2 separate regions of the Mus musculus genome follow, and region 2 is linked to region 1. The links are chromatin contacts, called in public promoter capture Hi-C maps. All regions are on one chromosome and are shown on one strand. The core of a region is the stretch at or near the end of the contact, and the rest is flanking DNA. Distances in the headings are between cores, read along the strand shown.

Region 1 (6,430 bases), core at 1,590-4,089:
CTCATCTGGAAACTGACAAAGTATTGGAGGATGACATTGAACTTGTAATTGTTCCGCTTCCCTGTGTAGAATGCTACGGTAACAGCTATGTACCGCCACAGCAGTGCATGGTGGTAGGGATCAAACCCAGGGTTTCATGTGCATGCATGCTAGGCAGCCACTCTACCAGCCCTCTCGTTTTTATCATACCCCACACAACTGGCCAGCATCTCTGTGGCTGGCTCAGACACAAATAAATATGGAGTCTTCTGATGAAGCCTTTGCCAGTTAGTTATTCCTGCTCATCACTGAAATTAAGGGTACATTCTCCGTAAACTCTCCAGGACTTAGAAAGTGCCTCTTTAGATTGATTTACTCTGGGTCTTCAGTGTTTTTCCTGCATGGGTGTGCACGCATTAATGATTTCAGTGCCCATGAAGAAGATGCCGGATCCCCTGCAACTGTGATCGCAGATGCCTCTTGTCACCGGGTGTATGCTGTGAGTGGAACCCTGGTCCTCTGCACCAGCAGCCAGTGCTCTCAACTGCTGAGCCACCTCTCCAAGCCTCTAGGACACTTACATAGTGATTTAGTCTATTCAAGTGTTATTACTTGCCCTCACCGTGCCCTCAGAGGCCAGAAGGATGGGTGGGTGTGTCCCAGTTGGTAAATTCAGTGAGATGATTTGACCCAAATGTCCACAAACTATAGTTGACCTGGGATTAGAACTTGGGAATTCCAACTCTTAGTCAGCAATAGTGGATGCTATTGCAGACTTCTTAACAGCAGAATCCTTGCAATGGTATTTAATACCTAATGGTTGAAGTTGCCCTTACCCTTACTTAAGCTCAGTATTATTTGCATCCCCAAATGGTCAGATAGTAAATGGGCAAAGCTAGCATGGAAGCACAAGCCTAGGACTCTAGCATCCTACCTGAGATAGTGAGTTCTGGGCAACTTAGTGAGACCATTTGTGAAATTCTCAAATTCTCAGGAACGGCTGGGGGTACAACTCAGTGGGAGAGTGCTTGAGTAGCATGCGAGAGAACTGCAGACAAAACCAAGGTAAAGTTGACTGCAAAGTAAAGGACGGACTGGAAAGATGGCTCAGTGATTAACAAAACTGGCTGCTCTTCCAGAGGACACCAGGCTTGATTCCCAGCATCTACACAGCAGCTTGCAACTCCTGTTCCAGGAGATCCACCTGGTTTCCATGTGGTGCTCAGACACACTTGCCAACAAACCCATGTATGTTAAACGGACAAACACAAAGCTATAATAAGTGGTTAGAAATCATTTGTATTCTGGAGTTTTATGTTCTCATCATTATAAGAACTTATTTGAAGGGCTGGCGAGATGGCTCCGTGGTTAAGAGCACTGACTGCTCTTCTGAAGGTCCTGAGTTCAAATCCCAGCAACCGCATGATGGCTCACAACCATCCCTAATGAGATCTGACACCCTCTTCTGGTGCATCTGAAGACAGCTACAGTGTACTTATGTATAATAATAAATAAATCTTTGGGCCAGAGCAGCAGGGACTGAGGGAGCAGGGTTGACCAGAGCAAACAGAGGTCCTAGAAATTCAATCCCCAACAACCACATGAAGGCTCACAACCATCTGTACAGCTACAGTGTACTCATATACATAAAATAAATCTTTATTTTTTGTTTTGTTTTTTTTTTGAGACAGGGCTTCTCTGTGTAGCCCTGGCTGTCCTGGAACTCACTGTATAGACCAGGCTGGCCTTGAACTCAGAAATCCACCTGCCTCTGCCTTCCAAGTGCTGGGACTAAAGGTGTGCACCACCACCGCTCAACAAAATAAACTTAGAACTTAGTTGGGGCTAGATCTCCCTGTCAAAGGGATGCCACCATGCCCAGCTTTGTAAGTGACTCCACTGAGATCTCTGTGTAAATACAGTTTGCATTCTAGAGCAGAAAGAGTTGGGGGGACAGGCACACTGCAGGCAGGGGACTGGGGCAGACTTCCTGCTGGGTGGGACGTTGCTCAACAGTGTGGAGGACTCGGTGGTCCTGGGAAGTTTTCTGTGTGGAAGGAGGAGAACAGGTATGCGCGTGCGAGGTTGTCCTCTTTCTGTGAGGCCACCCGTGCGGAGCCTCTGTGCCATGAAGCTCCAAGCCAAAGACAGACAAGCCTGAGCCGAACTATCAGCCAGCTTTGAGGAACATGTCAAGGGATTAGCTCCCTGGCTTTCCCTCTGAGTGGCATTAGCTCTCACTCCGACTCATGTTTACCATCTGGCTCTGAGTAAGAAGTCTTGGAGTGATCTCTCCAGCAGCCTGAGCTGTGCCAGGCCTTTCTGAGGCTCTTCAGCCTTCCCCCTCGTCAACCCCGGGGCCCAGTGCTCTCCACGGAGTTGTGTCCACGTGTCTGCATGCCTGGGATCAGAAGAATTTGTTAGACTTCCGAGAGGGGGAAAATGAACTTCCAGCCCATGGAGTCCATGTGGTTAATGGTCCAAAGTCTTTCTGTTGTCAAAACTAACAAGTGACCTTGTCCTTAGGTGAGTTGTTCCTACTACAGAGGACATTCTGCCTGTGCGATGATACGCTCAGAATGCAGTAGCTAGAGAGATACAAAGGGGCTGGGATTTTTCTTTGGAAAGTGAGGCGTAGGGGTGTGTGTGTGTGGGGGGGGGGTGCTTGAATAAAGTACCGCCTTTCCTCCCAGGGAGCTGGCTGCTCTCCCCTCCTGGGCTAATGTGCACTGACGAGGGCTAAACGGGAGGATGCTTCTGGATAGCATCCAGCCCCTCAGCAGAGCAGCCACATTGGAGATACAGCTGCTGGCATTAAAGGGCTAAGCCCTTTCCAGCTGCTTTGCTTTAACGGGGAACCTCCCGCGGCCGGCGGCTTAAGGGAGCCGTCTTAACTGGGTTAGAGGAAATGACTAATCTGTGCATCTTCTCACGAGGCTGCTCGGAGGCTCCAGGAAAGATAACCTGGTGGGGTGGGAAGTGGCTGGATAATGGTGTTAGAGAGCTAGGCTATTATTGTCTCAGAATTGCGGTCCTGGGAGTGCCAGAGCTGAGCCGTGCCATGAAGTAGATTTAGATGCCCAAGTTCTCTAGCCCACAGCAGTTGCTGTCCCCTTACCGGCTCCACTCCCCAGTTCCTGGGAAAACTCAGACTCTGACAAAGGTACAAACAGATACGTGAAGGTAAAGACTAGCAACGCTTCTCCAAGGGTGAAGGAGGCAGGAGGAGGCCCCAGCACGATGCCAAAGGGTGAAAAGAGAAGACGAGGGAGGTTGCACAGACGTGTGACGAAAGCTGGGCAGGGACAACCAAGGCGGTGGAGCTGGCAAGGGCCAGCCGGACATCATCTGCTATGCTTCAGGCATCACGCTGGCTCCAGAGAGGTCCAGCGTGCTCCAGCACTGACTTGATGGAGACTTGACAGACGTGTGACAGGGACAGAGTGGCTCGAGTGCATAAGCCCACATCAGGTATTCGAGAAGGCCTGGGCATGCACCTAAACCATAGGCGCTGAGTGTGGAAGGGTCTTCCACCCTCTTGACACTTTAGACAAGGAGCAGCCATGTTGATGAGAATGCACTGGATGTCTTGAGAAGGAGCACCCGACAGCTCACCAGCCACAGAAGAGCAGCATAGCCTTGGGTGAGGTGCTGAGGGCCCAGGAGATGGCACTGCAGCCCCCTCCCCAGTGCCCACCGTCGTAAAAATGGGAGAAGGGCTGGGACTACTTTCCCACCTCCCTCAAACCTTGCTCCCCTGTCCTCAGGCTTCTTCCCAGACTTAGAAAGCAAGATCTCCCTTCCCTCTCCTCCGCACAGCCGCCTGCAGGGCAAGACAGGAGTCAGCAGTGTGGCTGGCCGAACTTGCTCCAACCCAACCCTGAGTAGGTCTACAGCTCTGCTGCTGTGGGCCATGCGTGGAAAGGAGGATGGGGAGGAGACTGGAGCTTCCCTGGTTCTCCGCATGGCTTGGGCTTCTCCCGCAGTGGAGGATTCCCTTCTTTTGCTGTCCCCTGGGCTATTCCACCCCAGTGTCACACTCTGTCCACCACAGTGGCAATGGTCTGGCTGTCTGCTTGGAGTTCCAAATGTGGAGGGTGCTCCCCCTTCTTCTTGTCTGTTTACGGTGCTCCCTCTTTCTCTTTGGGTGTTCCGGCTTTGTGCTCACCAGAGAAAAGTTTACAGACAATAAAGTGGAAATATTCTGCTATGAAAAAAAAAAAGGATACGGCTCCAACTTGGCATGGCTTGTGTTTTGTCTGGCCTTGGTGATCCCAAGGCATAGTCTGGATAACCTAAAAGCTGGCATTGTAAGAGACGGGGAGTGGGAAAGGGTAGGGAGCTGATGGCCATTGCTCTGAGAGGAAGGGAGACTTGAGGCTCTCCTGATTTAAGCCCCTGTTTAAAGACCTAAGATTTGAAGGAGAAACAATCATGTTATTGATTGTGAGATGTGCTTTAAAAACACCTGACTAACACCTAGGATACTCAGGGCATCTTATAATCCACGGAATTTTACAATGTACCCTTTGTTTTGTTTTGTTTTTCTGGTTGGCTCATATATTCCTACATTTCACATTATTTTGGTTGAAAGTGTAACCTGTTCTGTTCATTGGTAACCTACCACCTTGCTATGATCAAAGACATGTTAAAACAGTCCCAGTGGCCGGGCGTTGGTGGCACACACCTTTAATCTCAGCACTCGGGAGGCAGAGGCAGGTGGATTTCTGAGTTTGAAGCCAGCCTGGTCTACAGAGTGAGTTCCAGGATAGCCAGGGCTACACAGAGAAACCCTGTCTTGAAAAAAAACAAAAAAAACCAACCAACCAACCAAACAAACAAACAAAAAAAACCAAAACCAAAACCAAAACCAAAATAACCCCAAAAAACAGTCCTGGTATATGGTGGTTCAAAACAGAATGGCCCACGTCAGGTTGTATGTTGGAACCCTTGGTCCCCAGTGGGTGGAACTGTTTGGGAAGATTCGGAGGCGTGGCCTTGCTGGAGGGGGCGTGTCACTGGGGGTGGGGTCTAGGCTTCAGAAGCCTGTCAATCTCTCTACCTCTGCCTCCTGGCTGTCACCTCCTCTTGTCTGCTCTGCTCATAGCTTCCACTATAGCACAGCAGCTGCCTGTCTGCTGCCATGCTTCCTACCATGGTGGTCCTAGACAGCGACCCCCTGAGTCTGTGAACCCACAAACTAAAAGCTCTCTTGTGTGAGTTGTTTGGGTCTTGGTTGGCGGTCTCTTCACAGCAATAGAAACGTAACTAAAACACAGCGAGTTAGTGCGTACTAAGGATGGAGACTGGGGATTTAATCCAGGGGTTGGTTCAGTCCCTGGTACCAACTAACAAGCAAAACCCCAGGGCATCCCTTGTCTGAGCATAACCACTCCAGGGAAAGCAAAGACACCAAGAATCTACAAAATATCCTAGCACAAAGGAGCAGACACACAGCATGTAACACAGGATCGAAATATATCCCAGTCATCATCCCCAGAGCAAAGACTCAAGAAGGGGAGAAACACAGTTGACAGAGACCAGTCCTGGAGGTAAGGCACTGATCAGAACAGTCTATAGGCGGCAAGGCATTGTACCTGAGACTGTTGGAAGTGTTCTTATGATCTTTGTGCAGTCCGCTCATCAAGTCCAGAATACCCGAGGAAGGTCTTTCCCACAGACGTACATCTGGACAGCTCCATGGTGACCAAGGCAGGAGGATTACCACAAGTCTGAGACCTGCCTGGGCTACATGCTGCCACAAAGGGAGACCGAGAGGGGGAAAGGGAAAGAGCTGTGACTTGGAAAACTGATGGGAAGGAAAGGAATCCTCTAGCACGGGACAGATACTGAAGTCAGGGGAACGCGTCCCGCAATTAGTAGACTAAAAATATCATTCTGTTTTAAAAGGCCCTTCTGTGACAGGTGCTCACATAATCTAGCAAAAAGGTGTTCAGTGCCAGGGCAGAACTGGGGTAGAGTGTGTGGGAGCCGGGGAGGGAGAGCTGGAAGCTGACAGTCTCCACAGTCGTGATGTAAGGCTGGAATCCAGGGAGAAAAGAATTCAGCTGCTGAGGGGCCTGGAAGATGTTCCCAGACCGAGAACATTCAGCACATGGCTCATGACTCTGACATCACAGATCTCTGCCCTGGGGGTGGGGGTAGGGGGGGCTCTGTCCTGTCCAGACCCTGTCTCATTGTCTAGGGTTAGGATGGGAGTCTGGTCTTTGCCCGTCTCTGGCCTTCTCCCTAAGAGTCTTTACTTCTTCATCGGCCCTAGTCAGAGCTCTGAAATACCATGTTTTATTTCTCTCCTTTTTTTTCCTGCCCACTAGCTGCAGTCTATTAATTAATGCCATCAGAATCCTGTAACCTTCTCACTGACAGTGCCTGGCCTCCACAGCTTTGCTGAACGCGACTCTGCCCTGTGAGGCTCTCTCCCTGAGAAGTG
Region 2 (6,430 bases), core at 1,956-4,455, 87 kb before region 1:
TCCGAAGGTCCGAAGTTCAAATCCCAGCAACCACATGGTGGCTCACAACCACCCATAATGAGATCTGACGCCCTCTTCTGTAGCTGTCTGAAGACAGCTACAGTGTACTTACATATAATAAATAAATAAATAAATAAATAAATAAATCTAAAAAAAAAAAAAAAAAAAAAAAAGAAGCAATTTCTAACTCCACTGGGGAAATATCTTCTGGTTATGGCTAGGCAGCCACTAAGTCAGTCCTGGCCACAGCAGTGCACTAACAATGGCAGGGTCTCCGACTTCCGACTGAGAAGGGAGGCAAGTTAAGCCCGACCATTAACACAACAAAGCACACTGGAACAGAGAAGAGCCTGGCAGCAGAGGGCAAATGAATCACAGGCAAAAGGCAGTGGAACAAAATCTGCCTTTATCTGGACAGAACACATGACCAGCAAACAGCCCGGACTACCCACAGGAGGCTCTGGTTCTCCAGCAAAAGTGCACTCGAACGAGCTCACTTGCACAGCTAAATATAGTGCCAGAGCGCAGCACTGGGTGAGCATGAGCTGCTGGGTGGAGAGTTTGGGGGTGCTCATTAGTCTGATGATCCCCTTGGAGCAACAGAGAGCCAAGCCTTTGGGGGACTCTCACACTTAAACTGTGGTACCTCCAAGGAAAGTTGGGAACACAGAAATAACCTCAAGGATTCAAGGGAGGAAACATGGCCTCAAAGGCTCAGCACAGATGGGTGGCGGGCAGGGATGGGGACCACTGAGATCATCCACTGATACTGCTAAATCCAAAGGGCAGCATCACCAGGGCCAAGTCAACAGCAACCCAGACCCCAGGACAAAACCGTGCAGCTGAGGAAGCAGACACAAAGGACCATTGTCTTTGTATGCAGGGAACACAGCCCCCCAGCCCCCTCCCGGAAGCTCCCAGCAGGAGTGGTGAACTGCAGTCAGGTTTCCTGCTGAGCACACCGCACCAAGCACCCGGCACAGTGCCACCCCTGCAGCTCCCTCCCTGAGCACCAACCACAGTGGACCTTGAACTCACGTCCTCCAGGAGCCGGCCTTCTACCCGGAGCTCCCAGGAAGCCACCGTCCCTTCCCCATCCTCCGCGTCCGACTTAGCCGGATTGAACGTGTTAGAAATGAAAATTCGCAGCTTCCGTTTTTGCTGAGGAAGGCAGAAACAGGATCGACAGTGGAGCTTCGGTAGTAAAGGTCCCCTAAAACTCCCAAGTGACTCCTCACTGGCTGGCTCACTACAGGGGACAGAGACTCCACTCGGAAGTGTACAGTCCCGACCTGAGCCTGGGTGCAAGTGAATGCACCAGGGGACTAGGGAGACAAAATTGTGCAAAGTGGCATGTTCCCAAGGTAGCAAGTGGTTACAGCAAAAAGCGCGCACGGGTCTATTTCTGTCTAGAGCCCTGGATAGCTCCCCCCCAACCCCCCACCCCCGCCCCTTTCCCTGCCAGCTGTTAGACTCCTATGCTCCTAATGTAATTCCTGGTTTGTAGGCGGAAGGGAAAGATGCAATTTAAATGCCACAGAGAGCTGTGCTGTGCCTTTGATTTTTCCATCCTGAGCTGGAGAGAGACCTGGGCCCCTCCCTTGACCCTCAGCCTGGTACTGTCCTGTTACCTTGATGGGACGTTTCAAGGCCTCCTGGATATCTAGCCGCTTCCTCATAATAGTCTGGTCCAGTTTCCTTTCAAAAGCCAGGAGATCCATGTAGGCCTGTGATTCTGGGACCAGTTCCCGAATCTTAGGAACAGAAAGACAGAGATGGGATGGGGCAGCCCTCGTTCTGACCACTTCTATTCTCAAAGCCACTACCCCTTCAAGGAGACCTCTGCAGCTGCACTCACCCTTTGAGGTAGGATTTTGTCAGCCATCTTCTTTTTCTTTGCACTGTTCAGAATAAATACTGTGATCAGGTTGGGATAGGAACTAGTCAGAACGTGAGCAGTGTTGTGAGCACCTTTGTTTATGGTTACAGCCAAGGCCTACGAAATGACTCTCCATTTAAAGACGCTACCTCTCCCATGACCACCAAAACTCCACTGCATCATGAGGCCCTGTTAGTCCCTGCAGCACCGTTTGGTGCCACAGCGCTGACTTCCTGGTTCTGCATGCCCACCACCAGCATCCTCACAGGCCTCCTCTCCCCCATACCCTTCTTTCCTTCACCCCCAGGGGTCATCTTACTTGTGATTTCGATTTTGGACCGCCTGCTGCTGGACCTGCTGGATCTGTTGAGGTGCAGGTCTCTTGCGGGACTGGTCCATCCCTGACTGGGCCAGACCAGGTCGGACTGAAGGGTTCCCCCCATAGCCAGGAGGTCCCATGGAAGGTCCCTGAGGTGTCATTCGGCTACCTGGCAGCATACCTGGTCTCTACAGAAGGGAGAGGACCCAGAAATGTCATACTTTTCCTTGCTAGCCCCACCAAGAAAGGAAAAATGGTGGCAGCCTGGATTTCAGGAGTGGGTTAGGGCTGGGGGTGGGGTGGGGGGACAACAAGACAGTCCTTTGCTTCTTTGAAATACAGTCACTGGACCTTCAGTGATTTCATTGCATATAGTCTAAAAACTAGATTATACTCAATTTTTCTGGTCTATGCTGGATCTGACTCACCAGACATGTCTAGTCAGCCCTACATTTCTTTTTTTACTAGCTACTGTCTCCTCTAAAGCTGACCTCCATTTGCAGCTATAACAGCCTGGGTATTCCTGGGGACACGGGGGCTGCCCACTCCCCTCTGCATTCCATGACCATCCCAGGGCCCACTTCGCCCACCCTGGTTCCACACTCACTCCTCACATGGAAACAATGCCGCCAGGAGCAGGTAAGGATGCTAACCTCCTCCCCCCCCACACACCTCCACTCCCGGCCCGAGCCCCTCCCCAGGGAGTCCCTCCCACTTCTCCCTCACCCCTGTCAGTCCTCCGCCCTCGCTCGGCCCCGCCCCCGGCCCGCGCGCCCCTCCTCCTGTCCCACTCACCGGATAGGCCGCCCCGGGCATCGGAGAGCGGTACAGCCCTTGACCCGGCGCCGGGCCCATTCGCACGGGAGGCCCGGGAGTTCCGCCCGGGCCCAGAGCAGCCGCCACGCCCGCTCCTCCTGAGGCTCCCGCGCCGCCGCTCGGAGCCACAGACTGGAAACCCGCCCGGGCCGCCATCTTCCCGGAGCCGCCGCTGCAGCTGCACAAAGAACCGGAACCGGAACTCCCCCCGCCCCCCGCGCGCCCCCCGAGCGCCTGGGCTGTTTGTGGGCCCGGCCCGCCGGCGGGCACAGGCGGCTCGGAGCAGCGAGACTACGGGCTAGAGGGGGCGACTAGCGGGAAAGGCGTGCTGACCACTCCCTCCCGCCTTCACGGGCCAGGAGGGAGCACCATAGAGAAGCGGTGTGCGGATAAAGAGGTGCCGGGAGCGAGCGCCTCCACGCGGTTGGAGGACGGTAAAAAGCCTTGCAGAGAGCCCAGCCCATCCGGCTGGCGGCTGGAGTGATGCTTCACCTTGGCCCAGTGCATTTACCTCTCCAAAGCATTCTGGTTGCCTTGCTTTTCGTTCTCCTACTGCTCAGACTCCGGGTACTAAAGAGGAAAACGTGCTGTTTGTTCGTTCGGGAAAAGTAGAACTCGAAGGAGATCAATGTCGTGGCAAAGACAAATCAGCAAGAGAAAACCCATGCCGGGCCGTGGTGGCGCACGCCTTTAATCCCAGCACTTGGGAGGCAGAGGCAGGCGGATTTCTGAGTTCGAGGCCAGCCTGGTCTACAGAGTGAGTTCCAGGACAGCCAGGGATACACAGAGAAGGCTCGGGACCCTTCACCTCAGACGTTTAACTTAAGATTTTGATGCGTTTTTTCCCGTGACTTTTCTCCAAAGAGTCCTGGATATTTGTTGCCATAGATAACTGCTGGTCCCCTGCCCAGTGATCAGACGAATCCTGAGCCTGTCTTTTCCCAGCAGGATCAGTGTTTACCTGATCAAGTATGTAGGGTCTGGTGTAGCCCAATCTAGCGTTAAACTCACTGTGTAATGGAAGATAGCTGCTCCATCTCCTACCTGCTGGAATTACAGGTATAACCACCACACCGGGCTACCACTCAAATTCCCTTACTCTAGTTGTGTGGCTCTCAAGGCAAGCTCCATTCTAAAGGTAACACCCACAGTTTGCAACTAAAAACAGCACTGGGCAGGATAATGGCAGCTCAGGCTTTTAATCCCAGCATTTTGGGAGGCAGGAGGATCTCTGTGAGAGTTCGAGGCCAGCCTGGACTACAGAGCCGTTCCAGGACAGCCAGGGCTACACAGAGAAACCCTGTCTCAAAACAAACCAAACAACAAACAGAAAACCAACACTGAAGAGATGGTTGAAACCCAGTTTATTAGACCAGAGGCATGCGTCACCCAGAGCCCCTCCTGCTGCCCCCCCAGCCAGTGTACATTTCTCAGCTTTGCCCTGTTTCTTTCTGGGGAGTTCTGATCTCTAAACAACTCTTGAGAACCAAGAGGTCTCAAAGATGCCAAAGCCTTGCTCTCTGGCTCCAGGCCAACGTACACAGGTGATCTGCCCATAAGTCCTGTTTTGGGATTAGAGACCAAGAGACAGTGGGGACAGAGAAGGCCAGGAATGAGATTGGAGAGCTGGCCTGGGAAGGGTGTCTGGTTGAGGAGGCCCTCTACCTCACCTTGTGGCCCCCTTAGGGTAGGGACACACAACAGCACGTCTTTCAACTTCTGCTCTAGGCCAATCTCTTTCCTCATGTGACCACGCCCTGACTCACCAGAAAATGCAAGCGGTGGGCCTGGGCATCAAGGTGAGGACTGGGCCCTGGGCACCCCGAAGAAAGAAAGGCCACTGAGTCAGGGCTCCGGCTTCTGGCTGTGGGTACCCACCGCCCAGCTGCAAGAGGGAGTCACCAATCCCCAGCCTCCCTCCCCACCTCCCGTCTGTAACTCTCTCCGCTTAGTGTCCTCCATTCCTGGGTAGGAGCTACCTCTCCAGCAGTCACTTCCCTCAGGGAGGCCACAGTCAGCCAGGCAAAGGGCACTGGGATAGGTGGAGCAAGGTAGAGGGTATGTTAAGGCTGTGGGGAGGGCAGAGGGTGCCCCGGTCGTGGGGGCAAAGGGCGAGGCCAGAAAGAGGCAGAGCTTGTAATTCACAGCTTCCTTTATGTCGCCACCGAGACAGTGCGAAGGTTACAATGCGCGTGTCATCTCCTTGTGCTTCTCAGAGGGATGTGTGTACACAGTACAGTACAGACACCAGGGGAGAATCCAGCTCTTTATACGGGCAAAGGCATTCAGAGACAGGAGAATGGGGGAGAGACAGAAGGGAGAACTAGGGGCGGGAGGGCGGTTCTTGGAGACAAGAGGGAATGGAGGGGGAGACAAACAGGGCCGGAGGGGAGTATATACAAGGTTATAGTAATATAGAGTCTGTATCATATAGAAATAGAAAATGCAGATGAGGTTGCCGAGAGAAGCGGATGACGTCGGGGAAGAGGACTTGGGATTGTTCCATAAGAAAATTTATGGATGTGGCCTTCTGCAAAGGCCTCTGAGAGAGAAGCCAGTGAGGTCAGGCGGCCGTGCCCCTCTCCCTGAGCCGGGCGCTAACCAGCCAGGTCTTCTGGGGGATGTCACAGAGGGTTGCCTCTTGGGATCTCTCTCCAGCAGCTTTGGGGTGGAGGTGACTTACAGATATTGGGATGTGGCCTACAGCACCAGGGCCACATGGAGTCCCAATCTCTACTTCTTCAGGAAATCCTCTGCCCCGTAAAGATTCCGTATGCTTGAGGGAGCAGTAACTGGGCACGGAGTCCTTACCTGGAGACTTGGGCTCGTGGGGAGTCACCCGGCTGAGAGCATCTCTTAAGGCTAGGGAAGCCCCCACACCAGCCCTCTCCCTTAAGGTACATTCTCTGGTTTGGGGCCAAATTTCAGACCCTAGAGATCCCCTCCACCCCTCACTAGGAGGGGGCTTTGGTGACTGGAGGCAGCAGAATGTAGGTGGACACTCAGATGACATACAGCCAGACAGACAGAATTCAGGCTTGGAGCTGGGGGCGGCAGCGTGGAGCAGAGGGGCAGCCTGAGGTCGCGGCTGATCTCTCTCTCTCTCTCTCTCTCTCTCTCTCTCTCTCTCTCTTTATATTAGTTTAATTTTGTTAAAATAAAAAGATGAGATAGAGGCTGGGAGAGGACTCTGGTCAAGACTCCTTTCTCACCACAGACAAGAGGGAACCACTGCCCAGGGATGCAGTTTAAGTCCCCAGGGTAGCTGGGGGCAGTTAGGTACCCCTTGCTCCCCCAGCCCTCCCCACCTAGGCCTTTGGTACAGCGGCTGGCGAGGGCTTAGCAGGTAAAGTCCTCAAACGTGCCTCGAGCGGGATGGTGAGGTAGGATGTTGGCAGCGTACGTCATCCCGGCAG

What was found. Promoter capture Hi-C pulls out the DNA fragments that hold promoters and counts their contacts.
Region 2: a contact with region 1 is called in a promoter capture Hi-C map of neural stem cells. The contact joins the promoter of Smarcd1 here to the enhancer-like site in region 1. A contact is called at or near these places in 7 of 39 promoter capture datasets (the HPC-7 cell line, Sertoli cells, cranial neural crest and 4 more), 1 of 15 datasets of contacts at CTCF or cohesin (the NIH/3T3 cell line), 5 of 484 Hi-C or Micro-C datasets (bone marrow-derived macrophages, colorectal tumor organoids, cortical neurons and 2 more), 12 of 115 datasets of contacts at active chromatin or transcription factors (a beta-TC-6 cell line, embryonic basal ganglia, embryonic forebrain and 6 more) and 3 of 9 other capture datasets (adipose tissue, liver and pancreatic islet).

What each region holds. Positions count from the first base shown.
Region 1 is chr15:99,611,295-99,617,724 of GRCm38.p6, reverse strand. No RefSeq gene overlaps it. Among named protein-coding and RNA genes, the nearest start is that of Gm34765, 13 kb to the right of the region's middle. Within about 2 kb of position 2,839, at least 67 of the 459 cell types and tissues checked have an H3K27ac peak or open chromatin away from gene starts, as enhancers often do. A contact at or near this core is called in the NIH/3T3 cell line, cortical neurons, embryonic fibroblasts and 2 more, where this site is marked.
Region 2 is chr15:99,699,062-99,705,491 of GRCm38.p6, reverse strand. It overlaps Smarcd1 (SWI/SNF related, matrix associated, actin dependent regulator of chromatin, subfamily d, member 1), which reads right to left and starts at 3,205. Exons shown (of 13, transcript NM_031842.2): 1 at 2,994-3,205; 2 at 2,199-2,386; 3 at 1,859-1,901; 4 at 1,632-1,754; 5 at 1,039-1,161. The coding sequence starts at 3,170. It overlaps Asic1 (acid-sensing (proton-gated) ion channel 1), which reads right to left. Exons shown (of 12, transcript NM_009597.2): 12 at 4,362-6,430. The coding sequence ends at 6,354. It overlaps Gm34939 (predicted gene, 34939), which reads left to right and starts at 1,688. Exons shown (of 3, transcript NR_168656.1): 1 at 1,688-1,866; 2 at 1,990-2,250; 3 at 2,702-4,085.